3 separate regions of the Mus musculus genome follow, and regions 2 and 3 are each linked to region 1. A link is a contact called in public promoter capture Hi-C data. All regions are on one chromosome and are shown on one strand. The core of a region is the stretch at or near the end of the contact, and the rest is flanking DNA. Distances in the headings are between cores, read along the strand shown. Region 1 holds the start of Rpl18a (ribosomal protein L18A). Region 2 holds the start of Tnpo2 (transportin 2 (importin 3, karyopherin beta 2b)). Region 3 holds the start of Prdx2 (peroxiredoxin 2).

Region 1 (4,173 bases), core at 726-3,225:
GCACAGACTTCCCTTTTTCTCCTTAAAACCCACTCCTGCAGAAGCACCTGCTATGCCCAATCCAGAGGCAGCTCCCCCCACCCCTGCTTGTCCCTGGGGGGATAAATAAATGTCCTTTGTACTGAGGATCAGATGTCTGGGTCTGTTCCTCCTCAGAGTGTAAGGCCTGTTGCAGACAAGGGAAACCCAGGGTACTAGGTAGTTTAGGGTCTGAAGGCATTTTAGGGTCTGAGGACTGGTTACAATATCCTGCCTAGTTCTGCAAGGCACAGGACTGAAGTTACTAAGGCAGGGACATCTCTGCCTAGGGACTGAGGGATAAAAGCAGGTGGCCTGAGATCCCAGATTAACAGGTGTACTGCAGAAGAACAAAGGCACAGGGGACAAGCCAGTCAGTGGACCTCAAAGTCCAGAATACTCACTAGCCTGTGGTGACAGGGCTGTTGTGACAGAAACCTGAGGTCTTACCAACAGGTGGCCCTGCTGGGATTCTTCATAGCCCCTAGGAGAGGAGCCATTTGGAGAGGAGGTCTGTTAAGGCTAGAGCCTGTCGCCACTCAGGAGAGGCCAAGGGGGGCATCTGCAAAGCAGGAAGTGAAACTGAACCGCCAGCACCTGTCCTGTTCACCCAGCTGAGGGTCTTGTAAACTCTGAATTTACATCAAAGCCCAGACCAAGGTTAAGGCTGGGCCTGTGGATACCAACTTTTTCCTCACACAGCTGTTTCTCCATTCCTTTCCCTGTGCCCTCTCAGGGCACAGCTTGCACCCCAGCATCTGTCCTGCATCTTACAGAATGTATCTACCCCACTTCAGCAGCCTCCAGAACACAGGTTGGAGCAATGTGTTCCAGCAGAGGTGGACTGTGTCCTAGCCTGCCCATTGCACACCGACATGTTATTAAGCTGTTTATTTTGGGGTGGGAAGGCTGTAAGATGAGATCTTTCTGTGTAGCCAAGGCCATCTTTCCTGAGCCTCCTGGCTCACTCTCCCATTTGTAAGACCTCAGGCATGCAACACCACGCCCAATTTCTAAATCTTACAACTATCTTATGGGACGGGGAGTGTTAATGCGGCTGGGGAAACTGAGGGATCACACTTGAATGCGCCTGAGCACAATGGAAATGGGGGACCTAGAAGCACACATCCCAGCATTGCATTGCGTTGCGGCTGAGCCAAAAAACGCGCTCGCCACCTAGTGGCCATTAGCGGAAACACACGGCGGATATTGTCGCCTTCAGGTACAGGACCTGGCCAGGAAAATGACAAAGTTAAGACAGAGTGACACAGCTCTGATACAATTCTATAAAGAAAATAGTTACGTGGGCTGGCAGGTGGCACACTCCAGCATCCCAAGAACTAGGAAGAGGCAGGAGAATTACAGTGAGTTACAGGCTAGTTTGGGCTACATTATCTCAATAAACAGTAAAAAACAAACAAACAAACCAAACTAATGACAGAGAAAAAGATAGATGGGGCTGGAGAGAGAACAGCAGTAGCTAAGAGCACATACAGGGATCGATTCCCAGCATTCACCTCACAACTTTTAACTCCAGCACTGAGGAACTGACGCCCTCTGCGGGCCTCCGAGGCACCAGACACGAAGGTGGTGCAAGCAAATAAAAAAGATGGATGATGGGTCATAGATGGGTAGATACACAGAAGGATGATGTAGAAAGTGGGAAGAAAAAGATGAAAAAAGAGAGAGACAGAGAGAACTAAAAATCCGGAATCTAACTAGGAACCACGATTACGCGTAGACTCCCAGGATCCCTCGCGCACGACGATGGGGCGTCCCGGGAGAAACTTGCAAAGGCCCGTCGCGCTGCTCTCTGGGAACTGTAGTCTCCGTGAAGAGAGGCGGGACTTATACGTAGCTGATCGGTACCCAATAAAAAAGCCAAGAACTTAGACCGCTACTAGCTGTACCCAATGGAAGCACCGCATCAGGAGGGCGGGACTTCCGTCAGAGACCATGGTGAGAGCCTGCGCGAAAGACAACACTTCCTTTTGTGACTGGCGGTGAACGAGTGCGCAGTGCCATGAAGGCCTCGGGCACGGTAAGGAGGCCGCGGCGGGGCAAAAGGTGCGGCGTTGGCGGCAGGGCCGCTCGGGTTGGCTGTGTCCTCCGGGGTGGTGGTGCGTTCGTCGCGAGGGTCCCTCAGCGGTTACGGGCAGCTCTCCTCGCCCACAGCCTCCTTGCGGCCAACATGGCGGCCGCCGCGTGCTGGGCGGCCGAGGACGGAGCGGGTTAGATCGGGGTGCACCGGAAGGCCCTCCGCCTTTTCGTGTATATCAGCGTTACACTCCTTTTCGTTGCCAAATCTAGCCCCGTGGTTCTTTTAGTCTTTTTTTCCTTCGAGACAGGGTTTTCTCTGTAGCCCTGGCTGTCCTGGAACTCACTCTGTAGACCAAGCTGGCCTCGAACTCAGAAATCCGCCTGCCTCTGCCTCCTGAGTGCTGGGATTAAAGGCGTGTGACACCACGCCCGGCTGGCTTGTTTTAGTCTCTTATGAGGTTTAAAGCTAACCTGGTCTATTTAGACTGGAGTGGACACGCGGCCCGCCTTAGGTTTAGAGAGCATTTGGTAAGCTTGCGGCCTGTCCCCAGCGCTGGCTACACCGAGCCTGCTGCCACTTATCTCGGCACTTGAAATCGAAGCAGAGCGTCGCTAGAATCATCCTTAGCTAGTTCTAAAGGCTGGCTGACGGTAGCCTAGGGTGCCGGATCTCATACTGGCCCCGGTGTGTTGGACACAATCCTTCGGACTCTTGGTGAAAAGCTAGTCTGGAATCGTCAATTAGTCCCAATCCAGAGACAGTTTCTCTGTAGAACAAATGGCCTTTTTCCTGCTCTGGGATTAAAGACGTGAGCCACCTTTGCCATCTTGGCCTGGAGTTTCAGGGAGAGCAGAGCAGCCTGCCACATGTAGACCCTGAGGCAGCTTCGTAGCGGAGCACAAGCCTTCTGACTTGCCTCACACTGGGCTCGAGTGTATGAGCCCACTTTGGACACCCCTGCCTGTGGGAGGACTGAATCTCAGGCCGGCTCTGCCTCCACACCCCTCCCCCACATAGACAACTTTCTCTCCTGACATGTCTTTCAGCTTCGGGAGTACAAGGTGGTGGGGCGCTGCTTGCCAACCCCAAAATGCCACACACCACCACTGTACCGTATGCGAATCTTTGCACCCAACCATGTGGTGGCCAAGTCCCGCTTCTGGTACTTTGTGTCACAGCTGAAGAAGATGAAGAAGTCATCCGGGGAAATTGTGTACTGCGGACAGGTGAGGTCTGGGGCCCCACAGGATGCCGGTCGCTGGGTACCATCAGAGCCAGGGCAGCACTCCTCATGTCCTCCCTACTCCCCACAGGTGTTTGAGAAGTCACCCCTGCGTGTGAAGAACTTTGGCATCTGGCTGCGCTATGACTCCCGCAGTGGCACACACAACATGTATCGGGAGTACAGGGACCTGACCACTGCTGGTGCAGTCACACAGTGCTGTGAGTCTCCAACCCTCTGCCAATTTCTGGCACCCAACCCAAGAACTGTCGCTGCCTGTAGCGGCTGTTTAAATAGTGGTGCACACAGCAAAGGGGCTTCGTCGCCTTTGGGGGGCTGTGCAGTGCCCCCCAGAGTGAATCAGTAGGCTCTACAGAATGTGGGGGCATTCTGGGTGGCTGGGGCTGATTTTCTTTTCTTTCCACAGACCGAGACATGGGTGCCCGACACCGTGCCCGTGCCCACTCCATCCAGATCATGAAGGTGGAAGAGATTGCAGCTGGCAAGTGCCGCCGGCCAGCTGTCAAGCAGTTCCACGTGAGTGACCCCGAGTGTGGGGCTGACGCAGGGCTGCAGGGGGTGGTTGCACACGGACAGTCTCTGGACACTGATTGCTTCCCTCCCCACAGGACTCCAAGATCAAATTCCCACTGCCCCACCGTGTGTTGCGGCGCCAGCACAAGCCACGCTTCACCACCAAGAGGCCCAACACCTTCTTCTAGACACAGAGACCCACTGAATAAAAACTTGAGACTGTCCTTGCTTGTTTGCTTCTATGTCCCTGGAGAGGTCCCAGTTGGTCCCGTCCCTAACAACATGCTAGCCCTGCTCACCTGCCTGTCAGCCTTGCTCAGTGGCATCTTTCCATAGGTGTGTATCCCCTTAGATTAGC
Region 2 (4,173 bases), core at 1,197-3,696, about 14 Mb before region 1:
CATAAGACCAGGTTACTCCTAAACTCCGAGATTCACTAGCTTCTGCCTCCTGAACGCTGTGATTAAAGGTGGATGCTGTCATGACCATATATCATTTAAAATTCTGATCTTACTCTAATTTGCTTCTCTGTTGCTGTGATAAAACACTAAGGGTTTGTTTTAGCTCATCATTGGGAAGTCCCAAGGTAGGAACTCCAGGAATATAACTGAAGAAGAAACCTCTGCATAAAGCTGCTTACTGGTTCCTTCCCCGACTCACATCCACCAACCTTTCTTATACAGACCAGCATCAATTATTATCAAGAAAATTTCCCACAGCCATGCCCACAGGCCAATCTGATTGAGATAATTTTTCAACTGAAGGCCCCTCTTCATAGGTGTATCAAATTAATAACAAAACTAATCTATATCTATCTACATATATATGTATATGATATAAAGAGCTCTTAGGAAAAAAGTTTTCAACTTCAAAAACACTCATGTTGCAACTCCAACGTCCCTACCTATCTACCCTCATTCTGACAAGGCATACCACTAAAATCTGCGATGGCTGGACTTCTTAACCCTGGGTCCTTGCTGAGGCATTTTCCCTGTTTAAGCCTCCAGGTTCCCGTCTGTTAAAGGAAAGTTACCAACACTCAACAGTTACAGGATTAAGTACTCAGTGAACATCAGACATGCCCATCATTTTCTCCACTCCAGAAATGGAACCAAAGACCTAAACCTTTAATTCATGTTCTCTCTCAGCAGAAAAAGTCTGGGAATCAAGAAGTAGTCCCTCCCTCTCTGGCCTTCACGAGGTGCAGACATCGGCACTGTTCCGTGAGCCCCGGAAGGAAAGAAGGATACATCCTGCACAATGCGCTGAGTAGCTGTGTTGGGCGACTGCGAGTCTTTGAGAAGCTGCAAGACCTGCTGCAGGCCCTGCTCGTCTGGCTGCCAGTCCATGGCGCAAGGCGAACTGCAGGGGTAGGAGCCTGGATCAGCGCTGGGTCGCTGGAGTTCTGTGTGAGACCCAAGTTGAGTCCCCGAGGCAGAGGCGGCTGCATGCAGACGCAAGCGCTCTCCGCCGAGAAGCGGAGGCCTCCAATCCGCGCCTGTCCAAGTGCGGGGTCCCCGCCAGCTAAGCCATCCTCGGCCACGCAGTCGCGGGCTCGGGAGTGCGAGTGGGGGGAATATAAAAGCGGGCCATCAGGACCAGCGGCGGGGGCGCGACGGATCCACATCGAGCCTAACGAGGAACCCTCTTTCCAAAGCGATCCACGCCACCGCCGCCCCCGGTTACGGGCCTCACGGCTTCCGCCTCCCTCCAGGGCGAGGGGCCCCGCCCCAGCGGTCTTTCAGGTGAAGGCTCAGTCCACGAGGATTCCCTTCCCCAAAATCCAGCCTTCCAGCTCCACTAGATGCCAGCCGCCTCCTAGATTTCTGAGCTCCTCTAGGTCCCTAAGCGCCCAGATCTTGCTCATCCCTGCTCCCTCTTCTAAACCGGCTCTACAAGCTCAGTAGACGCCACATGGCCCCCTTTCTGACCTAGACGCGGCCCTGTGACCCTCCTTAACCAGAATACAAGCAATACCCGATAGGTTTCCAATGTCTCTTTGAATGAGAGCCAGTCAGAATCACCCAACCCACGACCAAAGCCCCCAATGCCCGCTGCCTGCCCCCAATCAGATCTGGCCAAGCTTCTCTAGCTCTTACCCTCCGCCCCAGTCAGCAGGAATTAATGCTGACGGACCTCTGGCAGCTCCCCCAATCAAATTCCCCTAAGCCCCCTCCCACCCCCTCACCCCCGATCACTTCACGTCGGAGACCCCATCCGTCCAATCCCTGCAGCTTCCCTTACAGAGTCCCGCACAAACACCCGCCCGGTGCGCTACCCTCAACGGATCCCACCACCGCCTCGCAGCCAGACTCAGCAAAGCCCTCTGGTCTCAAGTCTGACGCCCCTCCCTATTAGGACTAAACAACCTTCCCCTCTCAACTTTCAAGGCTGTCTCCCCCGAATCAGACCCAACCAAGCCCCGCCGAAACAGATCCCCACACACACCCGATCCACGCGACGTCCCCCGACGATTCCCCCAATCAGCGCCCCTCCAGCCCGACCCCAGCCGCCCCACTGGCCCGCATCTCGTGGCACCCGAACCTGCCCGGGCGCCGAGGCCCCACCCCTTGAGATCAGATCAGCTCCCCCTCCCCCGCCCGGCCCGTTCTGCCGGCCTCGAGAGCTGGCCCAACCCGGTACCCCGCCTCTCAGCCGGGCGCGACCCCGACGCCTGGGCGGCGCGCGGCGCAGGCCCAGAACCCAGGGAGGTTCGAGGCGAGCTGAAGCCAAGGGGCCCCGGCCGAGCGAGGCCCACCTACCAGGCCCCGGGAGGCAGCGGCGGCGCCTAAGTGCTGCAGCTTCTCCAGAGGCTCGCGCGGAAGGAGGGAGCCAGAGGCAGGGAATTAAAAAAAAAAAAAAAAAAAAAAAATTAAACGCGGCCGAAATGAACAATTTCGGCTTCCGTACGCCGTTCAAACTGGCCTACCAAAGCCAATCGGAGAGCGAAGCACTCACACGTGATCTGGCACAGAGTGGCCCTGGCCAAGTTGAGTCACGTGAGAGAATAAGTACCGCCTCTAGGCCTCTCTTGCCATTAGGTCCTCCCAGCGTCTCGTTTCCTTTTCCTTACTGCAGCTTTCTTCTTTCTTCTTTAACGTATATTGGTATTTTTGTCTGAACCATGTGCGCGCAGTGCCGTGGGGATCAGAAGATTGCATTGGATGCCTGTGAAGCTGGTGGTGGTGAGCCATGTGGATGCTGAAATCAAACCTGGGTCCTCTACGAGAGCCCACAGTACTCTTAACTGGCCCCAGCCCCACTGAGTTGCAGATTTTGCTGGAGCTAGAAATTTAGTAGTGCATGGGTGTTTTCGGTGTGTAATGGACCTAGGAATCCTTCAACTACAGCTAACCGTGTCCTTACTACAACTCCCTAAAATTTAAACTGTTCCGCAGTCCGGCGTGCCTCAGAACTGGATTGGGAGGGAGGGAGGGCAGGGATAGGGAATAAGGCAACAGTAGACCCCTCTGGTGCCAGGAAAGCTACATCACAAAACCCTTTGATCAAAAATAAGTTAAAATGAAGCCGGGCAGTGGCGGCGCACCCCTTTAACCCCAGCACTCCCTGATCTATGGAACTGGTTCCAGGACAGCCAAGGCTACACAGAGAAACTGGGGGAGGGGGTTAAAATGTAACTTTCTCTTTCGCTCCCCTAAACAGCACTACACCGACGTAAAGAGCAGGGCAGGCAGCTGGCGGTGCTGGATTTTACTAGAGCAACTGTCCTGTTATTGTTCAATGCTGTTTAAACACTTTTTACATGGGACTGAAAAATAACACGTGGCCATTTTTTGTTCTGTTTTTCGTGACAGGGTTTCTCTGTGTAGCTCTGGCTGTCCTGGAACTCAATCTGTAGTCCAGGCTGTCCTCGAACTGAGAATCCGCCAGCCTCTGCCTCCCAAGTGCTGGGATTCAAGGCATGCGCCACCGGATTTATGTTTGTTTTGCCTGCATTTATGTCTGCATCACGTTTCTGACGAGACAGTCAGGTGTTGAATCTCCTGGAACTAGAGCTACAAGACAGTTGTGAGCTGCCATATACGATTGCTGGCACTCAAAACCAGGGTCCTGTAGCAAAGCAACAAGTGCACTTAATCGCTGAGTCATCTTATTCAGCCCCTGGCAATAACTTCTAAAATAAAACAAGGCAGCTAAATTCGATCAGAAGACCTAATCCCTTAACCTACCTTAAAAGTGAGATGAGGATTGCCCAGAGCAATTTAGGCAAGAGCCAGGTCATGAATGCTTCTGCCGTTTGAATTCAGTAGTTTTTCCTTTTCAGCCGTACACCATTATAGAATTGGAGACCCTGGTGCTTTCTTCTACCCCCTTCCCGTCTCCATCCCCTCCTAGTCCTACCGCCGATAAGGGATTCACTCTTCAGCCGCACCTCTATCTCAGTGGATATAGCATAATTTGCTCCGTTAGAGATGATCCATCCAAATTATGCTTACCTGACCTTAAGCTTATTGAGCAATAATGATTCAAATCATAAATTATTTGAAAATGTAGCTCTAAGCACAGCTCCCCAGTTGACTGCAGGTTCGTTTTCTTCTCGCCCTGCTTAAACC
Region 3 (4,173 bases), core at 522-3,021, about 14 Mb before region 1:
ATCATTTTTCAACACGCCGTAATTCTGGGACAAGCTTTTAGTCACGTCAGCAAGCAGAGGGATATTCAGGGGGCCCAAGCCTCCCTCCTTCCGTGGGGTATTGATCCTGAAGGTGAGAGAGACATGGTTGGTGCCTTAGGATGCCCAGGATAGTAGAAGTCTCCCCCATGGGCCTCCAGAGTGATAAGGGCTGGAGTGGGAGTGCTGGAGACAGGAGATAAAGGACTTAAAGCAAGGCCGGGGTGCTCCACCCACCCCACCCAGTGGGATGGCAGTGCAGCTGGGAGGAGAATGGCTCCAGATAAAGCATCCTCTTCAAATGGCTTCACTTGTGCCCGTGGGCTCCAGCAACTTGCAGTAGAGACCCCGTATGAAAGTGATTAGCCAACAGCAGACATGGAGCTCAGAGGCAGGGCACTTGCCTTGCAAGAATGAGCCCTGGAATTATTGACTTCTAGTTCTGAAAGACTTGTGTGTGCGCGCACACAGGGGGATTCTTCCCATCACCATCTAGCTCTGGTATGGAGCACAACCCATCATTATTGAGAATAGCAAAATACAGCAAGGCAGCCTGTCTCCAGAGAACTGAGACTCCTTTGGCAGGTACCTTCCAACAAGGTGCCAAATGCTAATTACTATCATCTTCGTGTGGGCTTGGGTGTCATTGTTTCCATTCTTTATAAGATGAAAAACGGGAAGACACAGTTTGTCCCTATAATTTGGGCGGTCCTTCATCCTCTCTGCACCTCCCACTTCACCACCTACCTCAAGACCCCTGCAACCCTCCTCCTGCAGCCCCTTACCACGCCAGGTGGGTGAACTGAGAGTCCACAGACACTCCCAGCACCTCGCAGCCTAGCTTTCGGAAGTCCTCAGCATGGTCGCTAAAAGCGATGATCTCCGTGGGGCAAACAAAAGTGAAGTCCAGTGGGTAGAAAAAGAGGACCACGTACTTCCCTAGGGAAGAGGAGAACGGAAGGGAAGTCAGTGCTAACTTCTTTCACATGTAGACCCTGACCCCACCTGCTCCCACTCCGCTCAGCCTCACCTCTGTAGTCCGAAAGCTTGATTTCCTTGAAGGCACCATCCACCACCGCTGTGGCCGTGAAGTCAGGAGCCGACTTTCCGATTTGCGCGTTGCCGGAGGCCATGACTGAAATCAGAGACCCACACAAGCTTGGTCTTTAGAGCCTTAGAAGATCCTTTGTCTTGCCTTTCCAAGGTCACTTTTGGTGCTAAGTCTAGATAGTAAAACCGAGAGAGGTGGAAGGAGCGCTCATATTCACCCTCCCAGTATAAAGTCTGCAAGGCCTCTGAATACCCGCCCCCCTAAACAGGGAACGAATGATGGGTCACCGCTGCTACCCAAATTATGGAGTCAGACCGAGTGCGGGTGGAGGGGGAAGTGAGCTCCTAGTTCCAGAATAGGACGGCTAAGCTAAGAGCGATGGACTGCCGAGCTCGGTGATCCAGCCTGCAAGCCAGGGCTCGGGCCTTGGTTTCCCGGGCAAGGACAAAGCGGCCACCATTGAACATGGAAAACAAAGACCTCCAAGCATAGAGGTCGTGATGAGGCCTGCACCACACTAGTGGGGCTCCTCCCATTCGTGTGCATTCTGGGTTTTCATACCTGCGTGAGCAAGAGCCGGACACACGGACGTCCAGACACGGGTAGAGACAGGAAAGAGATCTCAAAACCGAGAGAGCCCTAGGCCGGAGAACCTTTTATGCGTGGCCCAAACCACACCAGGCAGTGCGCGGGGAGGTGGGCGGGACAGCGCCGCGGTCGGATCCATTGCGGCTGCCGGGGGGGTGAGGGGAAGGCGCCGCGTGGCCCGGTCCACACGCTTTCACAAGGGTTGGGTGGGGTGTGCCCTTTCGGACGCCAAGATTGTCTGTGCTGTGGGCTCCTCGCGAGCCTCGGCCACGGGGCGCGTTGGGGTCGGTTGGAATCCGGGCATGGCCCGGAGCCACTTGGCTCCGTTGCTGACTCCCCTAGTGCTCCTAGGTCTGGTGTCCCCTACTCAGATCGACCCAGACTACCAATACTTTGGCCCGCACGGTGAAGGTGATACCTGGGAGCTGCTGACGCTGCAGCGACAAAAGGGTAAACTAGCAGGTGGACGGGAGTTACGCTATGAAAAGGTGTCCTCCCCACCCCAACCCCCGAAGGCCTCACTTGGCCAAGGCCCTACAAACAGACCCTCTCTGGCTGACTTCAGATCCCTGCCCAGCTCAGTGCAGGCTGGGTCTCAAGGAACTGGGCACTTTTTCTCTGAGTGTGATTTCTCGTCTGTGAGTTATTGTTTTGTTTTATTTTGTTCCGTTTCACTTTATTGAAAATTTACAGCCATGCCCCAACCGTACTACCTTTTGTTCTCAACTTCTTGCCCCGCAGCTTCCTTGGTCATCTGATAATTATATTAAACACTGCCTGTCTAATAAACAACCTATTAACATAGTGCTAGAAGGGTGGAGGCAGAGAAAGAAACTGGCCAGTCAGCTTGAGGTGGTAAGAACCAACACAGCTGGAATGACTAGCACAGTTAAAGTCACAGGGACTGTGAGACAGTGAAAAGGGAACAGCAAAAGGCCTAAGGGAAGAATAGGGAAAGGGGATGCCATTTGGCAAAGATCTGCTGAGGAAGGGTGTGGGGCACCAGCCTTTGTGAGTTCATCTACATGAGGAAGTATCAGTGAAGAATTCTGATGAAGGGTTGGGATTGCATTTGGTACTCAGTTGGTGGAGCACTGGCCCAGCATGTCCGAAGTTTTGATCCTTCCCCAGCGCTGCATAATCCACTGTACCCGTACACACCTACAATCCTAGCATTTGGGAGGAGTAGGGACCTGAAATTCAAAGACATCTTTGGCTACCCAAGGACTTGGAGGCCAGCTTGGGGTACATGAGGCTCTGTTGTTTTGTTTTGTTTTTAAGGAAGGAAGGAAAGAAAGGAAAGGAAAGGAAAGGAAAGGAAAGGAAAGGAAAGGAAAGGAAAGGAAAGGAAAGGGTCTTGTAAAACTGTAGGTCAGTGGCTCTTTAGCACTACCTTAAAAAATATATATATATCGCTTCTCCTGAGCATAAAAATTACTTTGTTGCTACAAGTTAGCTCAGCACCAGGGGGTTTAAGTGCATTTATTATGTCAATTATATCATTTAACTTAACATCTGTCAGCCTTGTTAGTCAGGTGGCACTGGGCCTGCTGGGTAGGCCCATGATTAAGTCCCTGAAGACAAGAGTCAACTTTGGATGGATGTCGGGTATGAAGGACAGGGAGTGAATACTCCCAACTGAGCTGGCTGGCGGAGATTAGAGGTGTCAGTTTGCAACTGTAGGCAGCTTACTGCTGTCTTTCTGAAAGGGTGGTTTGCTCTTCCTAAGTCACTGCACAGAGGCAGCAAAGTCTTAAAAATACCAGTTGTTACTATTAGGTTCCTTATCTTTGTCCCTCCCTGGACAAATCCTTTGTATGGTGGTTCACTCCCCAATTGGGTTTTCATGTCCACCCTCCATCTCCAGTACTGGAAGACTCAGTCCTAGGCCCGTGGGGAAAGTGGCATTGTTTCTGCAGCCTGGGCAGACAGGAACGCAGCCGTCAGGTGTTGGGCACGGCACCAGTCCCTGTGTTCATGGACCGAGAGAAGCTGGTACAGATGAGGCCGTGCCGGCAACAGGATTGCTCATCTTGCAGCCTGAAGGACTGCAACTAGAGGCCCTGAGCAGAGGTGAGCAACAGACGGGACATGGCAATGCTAGTCAGAACTGGCTGGCAGATCTAGGGCAGGGACTTAACATGAGGGCGCGGTCCTTTAATCCCAGCACTTGGGAGGCAGAGACAGGCAGATCTCTGGGTTCGAGGCCAGCTTGATCTACAGAATGAGTCCCAGAGTTCCAGGACGGCCAAGGATTCACAGATAAACCCTGTCTTGAAAAATAAAAACAAACAGCAGGAAGAGAAGGAACTGAGGTGGTGGCTGGTTTGAGGTGAGTACTAGGGCCCAAAGTCTGAAGCTTCAGGTTGGCTGGGGAGCAGGCACCTGACTTCAGACACAGGAGCTTTTCCGACAGCCATGGGACAAAGCAGGAAACGCTGGAAGGAGAAAGCCCTGTTGGAGGTTCAGGCCTGTGACTCAGGCACTCCTGAGGCAGGAGAATCAAGAATTCAAGA

The links. Promoter capture Hi-C pulls out the DNA fragments that hold promoters and counts their contacts.
Region 2: a contact with region 1 is called in a promoter capture Hi-C map of cranial neural crest. The contact joins the promoter of Tnpo2 here to the promoter of Rpl18a in region 1. A contact is called at or near these places in 2 of 39 promoter capture datasets (cranial neural crest and maxillary cranial neural crest).
Region 3: a promoter capture Hi-C map of cranial neural crest shows a contact between it and region 1. The contact joins the promoter of Prdx2 here to the promoter of Rpl18a in region 1.

What each region holds. Positions count from the first base shown.
Region 1 is chr8:70,895,245-70,899,417 of GRCm38.p6, reverse strand. It overlaps Rpl18a (ribosomal protein L18A), which reads left to right and starts at 1,975. Exons shown (of 5, transcript NM_029751.4): 1 at 1,975-2,059; 2 at 3,106-3,285; 3 at 3,373-3,502; 4 at 3,709-3,818; 5 at 3,911-4,173. The coding sequence starts at 2,042. The coding sequence ends at 4,003. It overlaps Mir7067 (microRNA 7067), which reads left to right and starts at 3,848; the gene lies at 3,848-3,910. Snora68 (small nucleolar RNA, H/ACA box 68) reads left to right here and starts at 3,562; the gene lies at 3,562-3,659.
Region 2 is chr8:85,035,166-85,039,338 of GRCm38.p6, reverse strand. Tnpo2 (transportin 2 (importin 3, karyopherin beta 2b)) reads right to left here and starts at 2,446. Exons shown (of 25, transcript NM_001364032.1): 1 at 2,362-2,446; 2 at 850-1,004. The coding sequence starts at 948.
Region 3 is chr8:84,967,220-84,971,392 of GRCm38.p6, reverse strand. It overlaps Prdx2 (peroxiredoxin 2), which reads right to left and starts at 1,771. Exons shown (of 6, transcript NM_011563.6): 1 at 1,631-1,771; 2 at 1,049-1,153; 3 at 804-957; 4 at 1-106. The coding sequence starts at 1,151. It also overlaps a transcript of Rnaseh2a not described here.